Regions from separate parts of the Mus musculus genome. Here region 1 is linked to region 2. Evidence: chromatin contacts called from public Hi-C data. All regions are on one chromosome and are shown on one strand. The core of a region is the stretch at or near the end of the contact, and the rest is flanking DNA. Distances in the headings are between cores, read along the strand shown. Region 1 overlaps Cers6 (ceramide synthase 6). Region 2 overlaps Gm36231 (a long non-coding RNA gene).

Region 1 (4,396 bases), core at 1,254-3,753, 280 kb before region 2:
GATGTTTTTCTCCTTTGGGTGTTAGAACCATTGCAGGGCTATGACGACTTATTGACTAAGCAGAAATAAGCCGAAGACAAGGAAAGTGAAAGGCAGGTAGGAGCCTTAGTACCACAAACATTACACAAAGGGCCAGCACTTAACTTCTTATTTCCAAAGGTGTTGCGGCCTCTCTGGGTTAATGACATCATCTCCCATACTGATAAATGGCCCACATCCGTACCTTTGGGCTAATTCTACACACTATTTTTCTTCTTCAAATTAAGGAAAATACTCAAATATCCAGGCAACTCTGACATTGATTTACCCCAAAATGATTAGTAATGTAAACTGGGTTGGAGGCAATGAAAGGCACCCATTCGTTCTCTCAGAAGAACTGGTCAACACAGACTCAGGGGAGCTCCAATGTCCTTTATAACAACGAAGTCTCATTTTTCCTTAGCCCAAGTAACAATGAGATTTAAATGCAAGGTGGAAGATTCAGACCTTTCTATCTAAAGTGAAGGAAAGGCAATACATTTGCTCAAAAAGTATAGGCCTATGTCATGTCACAGCAGGGACACATTTTTGTCACTCTGCGAACATCAATAAGTGTACTTACACACAGCAGACAGTACCGCCTCTGTACCTAGGCTATGTCATCACCTTTTGGGACCATGGTAGCACGCAGTGCTTTTGCTAAGTGTATGACTCAGACAGGAGTTTACCAGTTTGAGACTCACCTACCATATGGACTAAAGATGACTGGTCTTTCTTGGTCCGTGCCTTTGCTGCCTTGTTCATCAGCATTGGACGCCAATGACACAATCTAATGATAATTTGGGATATGCTCTGTCTGGCAGTTCAGCAGACATTAGAACCATGGGGTTAAATGGCAATCACTTGCACTTTTACAATGAATACTCGAATGACCCACAATACTGATCCTTGCAGTTGCTCCTCTGCTCTCAACATCCACGGGGCCGAGTCTGCGATAGTGAAGTGGGTGTGTCCTATGTGTGGCAGCAGATGCTCCAGGACCTGAGTCTATCTCAGGGAGCTCTGTGACTGAGAGGCTGAGAGGGCTTTGCTACTCTCAGCTGGTGCAAAGCAAAACTAAAGAGAAGGAAAGTCTGTTTAGGACATGGTTGAATGCGTTCGTTTTTTTTCTAAGGAAAGGAATATGGAGGACGATGATGAATCAGTAATCATTTAGTTTTACCAGTTTTTGGAGAAACATACATATGCACACATAAATCAGACACGGCTATATCAATTACTGACTCTAGGCCAAAGTCTACTTGATTTCCTACTTTCCCCCCCACTAAATCTAGGTAAGCTATGAGAGTTACTTTTTCTAGAGTCCTTTCTACACACACTTTGGTACCCTGGGGAGTTTGGATGCAACCAGGAAGGAGGAGACATCACCACAAGCTATGCTAATTACCAAAATCACCACTTAGAACTAACCTAAAGCTGGATTTACAAGTCAGACTTTCTGAGAGCTATGGCCTGCCATATGTGGATACGATTCCGCGGACAGTGTCTGTTCTCAGTCTTATCCGTCCATTTTTGGGAGAACATTAGACAGAGATATTAATATTCTATTCCAGAAAAAGCCTACAAACTCCATTTCAATTAGCCAAGCAGAATTATTTTCTCACAAAGGTAATACGAAACAGAAAAATCAACAGACACGTTGCAGACTGAGCCAACCTAAAGGTGTCAGTCAGAAAGCGTGCCCCTAGTCTTCCACAGTAACTTCCGTGGAGAAGATGAGTTAGAGCTGCCTTTGATATGGACAGGATCAACTTACTTCATTTTTATATACCTCTTCTGAATTTACAGATTGATCTTAAAATTCTTCTGTGCTAAAGAGTGTCACATGGTTCAAATACAAGTACACAGTGGTTGTCAAAACCATCTCATACCTGGGAGGATGAGCCCAGACATTAACTAGAGATGGGTAGGTTCCTTAGCTTAGCTGATGACAAACTTTCACTGTCTCAACACTGCTCTTGGTTTTCATCCATTTGTATTTGAGCAAATGCTCTGATTACTAACAGTACCTCCCGTGTCTTATCACTGGTCTCACAAACCCAAACACTCAATCAAGTTTCACTCCTAGACATATAACTGTTTTGGCTAATATATCAGCAAGGCTCAAATCACACAGTCACTTGCACTGTCTTCTGTGGTAACAACTAGACATGCTTCCAAGCTTTGAAAATTATTGTCTGGACCATACCAGAAAATACTGTTTTGTAATTAGGTGGAGGAGGATTTAATATTGCAGTGAGTTCTTCGGGAGTCTTCTCTTAACAATTAACTCACAGGCTTCAAGGTATGGGTATGCAGATTTAATTTAAAAGAACCAAATGGAGTGGGGGTGGTTCTGAGCAGGACCGTCATGCACTGTAATGTTTTGCTATTGGTTACTCAGCGCTGACTGGTTTGGAGTCCTGTTTTAGGAGATGTTTGACTCACGAGTACTTGTAATCCCATTCAGTTTCCTTTTTACTGAGGATGAGATGGGTCTAGTCCTCGGCTCATCTGTGTGGTTTCTGTAGCCGAACAAAAGTAACACTGGCTGCAGGGGGTGGGGGTGGGTGAGGGCTCATGACGTATTCTTTGGCAATTTTCCCCACAGCTGTTGCTGCTATTCTCCAGTAGAATTTTTTACTGTTTTTCTGGAAATAGCTCCACTTGAAGAGAAATTCACAGGAGCCCTCACAAGTCGTCAGAGCAGTAAATGGAACAGACTTGTCCTGTGGGGTGGATGTTTCTAGCAACAAGAAAGTCATTATGGGATGCATTTGAGGAGGAAGGCAAGGGGTTAATTGTCTTTCTCTCATTCGATTTATTTTACTCAGCAAAATACAAAGTCTAATACCAGATAGGGCTTTCTCTTGAAAGCTGGTTGCAATAAAGTGCTTTGCAGGGAAGGAAGTCTTTGCCAACTCCCACAAGACTTTTTCTTTTCCTGCCTCAGAATATTCGGGGCTTCCTCTTTTTTATACGTCAGGACAGAAGACTGGACTAATAGGGTAGAAGTCATGGCAAGACCTGGTTGAGGGCAGTGGCTATCCTTACGAGACTCCCAGAACCCAGTATGTGGGGCCCTTGTATCTGGGAACTTATGCAAGAGATACTGTTTCATACTCAGAACACTGACTTCACTGGAGGGCAAAATAGCTTTGTTACCAACATAGTCAACCCCCGACAACCTACCACAGAAAAGAAGTCTCATGTCTGTGCACAAGAGACAAACCAAGGCGGTTTCCTGTAAAATTCTAAAGTCCCCCCATAGCCACTCTCTTTCATCTGATCACCAAGAGTGGCAAGGAAAACACCTGGTTCACCCTGTTTAGACTCACGTGGGGCAATGGTCACCAACTGTATGGGCAAATAGAAAATGGGTGCAGAACAGAAGGAAAGCCAACCTACTGGGAACTGTGTGAGGATCTGGCATGGGATGTTCCTTGCTCTAAGGGGTAAAGAAAGCTGATGCTCACGGCACACTGGACCACAACGTGGAAAAGGGGCACACACAGACAGGACATCCTTACTGTCAATCACGAGCCCAGAGAATGAAAGGAGTGAAGGAATCCTCGTTTGTCCACAGATTTACAAACAAATAAAAAAATAAATAATATCCTAAGACAAATGCAAATACTGTTCCCTGTGTCAGTTACATACAGCATGCCTACATAGAAATAATGGATTTCTTCATTCACAGACAGGACACATGGCAGTACACTATTCAGAATGCTCCAAGAATCCTAATTTTTTGTCTCTGGTGATGAGATATCATGAAAGGAACTGCATTTGCAACTTATTAAATACTTCCAGGAACAAACAGTTCCCTTTGTTCAGAACTTATAGTTTTGGGTAGTTAATCATCCACGGAACAAGGACCAGTGAGGAGGTACCCATTGGTACCGCTGGTTCCGTTGGTGGTTGTTGAAGAGTGTGGTTTCTTCCCTGGAGGCTCTGAGTCCTCATCATCTGAGCTAGATTCAATGTCACTCCGGTCATCCTTGGATACCTGCAGAATACAAAGATGGGAGTGTCACCAGCTTCCTAGGACCAGCAGGGTTGGGCGTGCCCAGCAAGCAGCACATGCAACCGCACATGAAGATGAACTTATTCACATGTTAAAGAAAACAGATAAGAGCACTGTTCTGGTAGCAAGGTCCCTTCTTCACAGCAGGAATGCTTTGTATGACCGAGTTGGTTCTGAGTTTAGGCGTCACAGAGCCTGAAGGGTAGGCAGCCTTCATCAGAGATAATGTTAGACCATGACTCCTGCCCTTAACCACAGTGATGGTGGCATCTGTACCATGAGGATGGTCCTTTAGGAACTGCACCCAAACAAATCAATTTATTCAATAATGACTACATTCTTATTGACAAT
Region 2 (4,646 bases), core at 2,075-4,574:
TGTGAGCCACCATGAGGTTGCTGGGAATTGAACTCAGAACCTCTGGAAGAGCAGTCAGTGCTCTTAACCACTGAGCCATTTCTCCACCCCCTGAGGCTTCTATTTTCAACAAATGGAGCTGGTTCAACTGGAGGTCAACACATAGAAGAATGCAAATTGATTCATTCTTATCTCCCTGTACAAAGTTCAAGTCCAAGCTTGATCAAGGACCTCCACATAAAACCAGATACACTGAATCTAATAGAAGAGAAAGTGGGGAAAAGCCTTGAACAGAACAGAACACTAAGGGTTTCTGCTCTAAGATCAAGAATTGACAAATGGGACCTCATAAAATTGCAAAGCTTCTTCTGTAGGGCATAAGACACTGTCAATAGGACAAAACGGCAACCAACAGACTGGGAAAAGATCTTTACCAAGCCTACATCCAATAGAGGGCTAATATCCAATACATACAAAGAACTCAAGAAGTTAGACTCCAGAGAACCAAATAACCCTATTTAAAAAATGGGAAACAGAGCTAAACAGAGAATTTTCAGCTGAGGAAACTTGAATGGCTGAGATGCACTTAAAGAAATGTTCATCATCCTTAATCATCAGGGAAATGCAAATCAAAACGACCCTGAGATTCCACCTCACACCAATCAGAATGGCTAAGATCAAAAACTCAGGTGACAGCAGATGCTGGCAAGGATGTGGAGAAAGATGAACTCCTCCATTGCTGGTGGGATTGCAAGCTGGTACAAGCACTCTGGAAATCAGTCTGACAGTTCCTCAGAAAATTGGACATAGTATTACCTGAGGGCCCAGCTATACCACTCCTGGACATACACCCAGAGGATGCTCCAACATGTAATGAGGACACATGCTCCACTATGTTCATAGCAGCCATATTTATAATAGCCAGAAGCTGGAAACAACCCAGATGTCCCTCAACAGAGGCATGGATACAGAAAATGTGCTTCATTTACACAATGGACTACTACTCAGCTATTAAAAACAACGGCTTTATGAAATTCCCAAGCAAATGGATGGATCTAGAAAATATCATCCTGATGATATTTTCAGCCACAAAAGAACACACATGGCATGTACTCACTGATAAGTGGATATTAGGCAAAGAGCATGGAATACCCATGTCACAACTCATGGACCACAAGAAGCTCAAGAGGAAGGAAGACCAAAGAGTGGATGCTTCAGTCCTATTTAGAAGGGGGGACAAAATAATCAATTGGACTGAGCACAGGGATCCCAATGGAGGACTGAAGGAGCTGAAGAGGCCTTATCTGGCATCAATGGTAGGAGAGGCTCTTGGTCCTGTGAAGGCTTGAAGCCCCAGTGTAGAGGAATGCTAGGTTAGTGAGGCAGGAGTGGGTGGCTGGGTGGGGGAGCACCCTCATAGAAGCAGGGTAGGGAACTTGGAAAGGGGATAACATTTGAATAAAGAAAATATCCAATTTGTAAAGTTTAAAAAAAAAGTGAGGCTTCTAGGGATAGAGGGTGGCTCAGTGGTTAAGAGCATTCGCTACTCTTGCAGAGAATGGGATTTCAGTCCCTAGCACCCACCAGGTAGCCCATAACCACCTGTCACCCCAGTCCCAGGAAATTAGATGTCCTCTTCTGGTCTCTGCAGGTGCCAGGCACACCTGTTGTACATGTAGGCAGTACACGCGTCCACATAAAAATAAAAATAAAAATAATCTTTAAAAAATTTAAATCTCCCTTAAAAAAATTTAAGTGTTTACCAAATACCTTCAGTTGGTGGTTCTACAGTTTGAAAGGCATGTTCCCTTCAGCCTTGTTGAGCCTCCAGCAAAAACACCTAGTGCTAAGACAGCCACCATCCAAGGCCATGAGTGAAATACAATATGGAGCATGTGTGTTTTTTCCTGTGAATTCCACGGGCGACAACAGTGCAGTGTATAGTCCAAGAGCACAGAACTGAGGACTGAATATCCATATCACAACAGAATGCTAAGGGTGATGAATATGCTGAGCCCATAGTTTTATTGTCATACAAGATGAGTGATGAATTCAACTGTCACGCTGTACCCCACAAATACACAGTCATTGTGTATTTATTGAAAGTGACAATGTATCCTGACCATGGACTGCCCTCCCTCTCCTCCTCCCAGTGCATCACACACACACACACACACACACACACACACACACACACACACACACACACAACTTCACTTTTCTTCAGAAAAGAGAACCTCTTGGGAATATCAACAGGACATGACATAACAAGATGCAATAAGACCAGGCACAAACTCTCCTGTCAAGCCTGGGCTAGGCAAACTAGTAGGAGGGAAAGAGTCCTAAGAGTGGGCAAAGGAATCGAGACACTCCCCCATTGTTAGAAGTCCAACAAAACCCTCCAAGCTAAACAACCACAGCATATGTGCTCCGTGATAGCTACATCAGTCTCTGTGAGCCCCTATAAGCCCTACTTAGTTAATTCTGTGGACCCTGTTCTCCTGGTGTCTTATCCCACTGGCTCCTCAATTCCAACCCCCCCATTACCCCCCCCCCCCCGCAGAATTTCCCCAAGCTCCTCCTAATGTTTAACTGTGGGTCTCTAAATGCCAATTAGTTTAGACTGCCACCAGGACTCTCCTGAGATGAAATTCAAGTAATTCCCCCACTCCTTTCCTAATGGAATATCAGTCCCTAATTGTATTGGAAAGGAGAAATGTAAAGATGGCAGTTTGTAAATTCACATGATTGGTACAGCCCTGCTGTTGTGTCTTTCCCAACCTCTGTCTTCCGGGAAGCAGAGAAAAGCCCCACCTTCAGCTTCCACAGCAGGAGGGAGGCAGGCTCTGCCTCATTGCAGCCTAGGTTAAGTCCCTGATCTTGATTAGCCTGAATGGAAAGATAGGCGCAGAGAGGACCTAGCTAAATCTTCCCACAGAAGTGAAGCATGGTGGGGTCAGGGAGCAGCGTCCCCACTCTAAGGAGGAGGCGTGGGCTTGGAGGCTTCAGACGAGAAGTTGGATCTGATCAGGCCTTGAGGGACGAGAAGACCAGTGCGGTGTGAGTAGGGGTGTGTGGAGGAATAGGCAGGAGGGGAAGTAACCAGAGCTAGAAAGAGGAAGTAATGAGAGCTAGACTGTTAACAGGAGGGACCAGTGCAGGGCTGGGGGTCCAAGTTCACTAGTGTGGAGACCCTTGAGAGGCCAAAAACTAAAGGCAGGGGTGAATCTTACCACAGCCCAATTCATTACCAACCTAGGAAATATTCCAGCCTGGGCATCACTAAAGCCCTTTTCAACTGATCTTCATATAAACACTGAGACCTGTCTTCCTTTTTCAAGATTGAGGAAATTTTTTACCCTCCCTTTCTCAACCTCCCTAATGCTGTCACCCTTTAATACAGTTCCTTATGTTCTGGTGACCCCTCCCCCAACCATAAAAGTATTTTGTGGCTAATTTTACTACAGTTATAAATTAATGTAAATATCTGTTTTCCTATGGTCTTGGGTCTTTTTAAAAGATTTATTCTTCTCTTATACAATACATCCTGACCACAGGCTCCCCTCCCTCCCCTCCTCCCAGTGTCCCCTCCCCCACATCCTCCCTAAGTTCCTCTTCAGAAAAGAGATCTCTCAGGGATATCAACCAGAGGTAGCATAAACCCTGTGAAAGAGGTGATGACCCACAGGTTGAGAGGCGCTGCCCTAAGGCATCCTCTGAAGCCATAATACCTAAAATACACTTCTGTTTCAGTACTACCATGTTTTATTGAGACATGCGTTTGTTCTCTTCCTCTTCCATCTGGAAAATATTTTAAAATAAGAAAGACCCAGTGTAGCCAGGCGTGGTGGCGCACGCCTTTAATCCCAGCACTTGGGAGGCAGAGGCAGGCGAATTTCTGAGGCCAGCTTGGTCTACAGAGTTCCAAGACAGCCAGGGCTACACAGAGAAACCCTGTCTCGAAAAAAAAAAAAAAAAGAAGAAGAAGAAGAAGAAAGACCCAGTGTAATTGTATGTTCCTAGTACCAAATAAATAACTAGCTCATAAATAGCCCATGCAATGCATGTGCATTGAATAAACGTTGGTGGCTGCTGTGTCCTTGTTTCCGGTGTCATTTCCTGGCCACTGCTCCCAGCACAGTGCTTTGGCTCACAGTCAGTAGTCAGTGACTGTCTGATAGAACTTACACTAGAGAAGCAGCTAAGATAGTTACAATGACCTTTCCAAGTCTTTAGCATACAACTCCAAAGGTATGCATTAGAGCCCAATGAACTTAAATGTCTCAGCTCCACAAGGCCTCTTTCTTATCTAGGTCTTAACATTAGAGGCACATGCAAGATAGATTCCTGACATTCAAACTTCCTTTCAAACCACCCCAACATGATTAGCACGAGTCCATTAGAATCTACTTCCACAGGACACAAGGCAAAGACTTTCCCCAAAACATAGGAAGCCTTAAGGTGAATGGAACACAAAGCCACACAGACCCAAGCCCGTGTCCTAGCACCTTCAGGCATGAATCTTTGCTCCATTGCTCAGCTTGCTCTCAGGCTCCTTCCCCTCTTTAAGCCTTGGCGTCGTCATGTAGAGCATACAGATAATAAAGGTACTCACTGTGTGAGGTTCTTGTAAAGATTAAAATGAGAGGTCATAACATTTTACACCA

The links. Hi-C and Micro-C count contacts between places; a contact is called where the count stands out from the background.
Region 1: a contact with region 2 is called in a Hi-C map of bone marrow-derived macrophages, with 17 read pairs. The contact joins two enhancer-like sites. A contact is called at or near these places in 1 of 484 Hi-C or Micro-C datasets (bone marrow-derived macrophages) and 1 of 9 other capture datasets (embryonic stem cells).

The regions. Positions count from the first base shown.
Region 1 is chr2:69,108,073-69,112,468 of GRCm38.p6, reverse strand. It overlaps Cers6 (ceramide synthase 6), which reads right to left. Exons shown (of 10, transcript NM_172856.4): 10 at 1-4,027. The coding sequence ends at 3,875. Among named protein-coding and RNA genes, the nearest start is that of Gm39840, 20 kb to the left of the region's middle. Within about 2 kb of position 2,503, at least 55 of the 459 cell types and tissues checked have an H3K27ac peak or open chromatin away from gene starts, as enhancers often do. A contact at or near this core is called in bone marrow-derived macrophages, where this site is marked.
Region 2 is chr2:68,823,974-68,828,619 of GRCm38.p6, reverse strand. All of the region lies in intron 3 of Gm36231 (a long non-coding RNA gene), which reads left to right. Among named protein-coding and RNA genes, the nearest start is that of Gm36174, 3.9 kb to the right of the region's middle. Within about 2 kb of position 3,324, at least 87 of the 459 cell types and tissues checked have an H3K27ac peak or open chromatin away from gene starts, as enhancers often do. A contact at or near this core is called in bone marrow-derived macrophages, where this site is marked.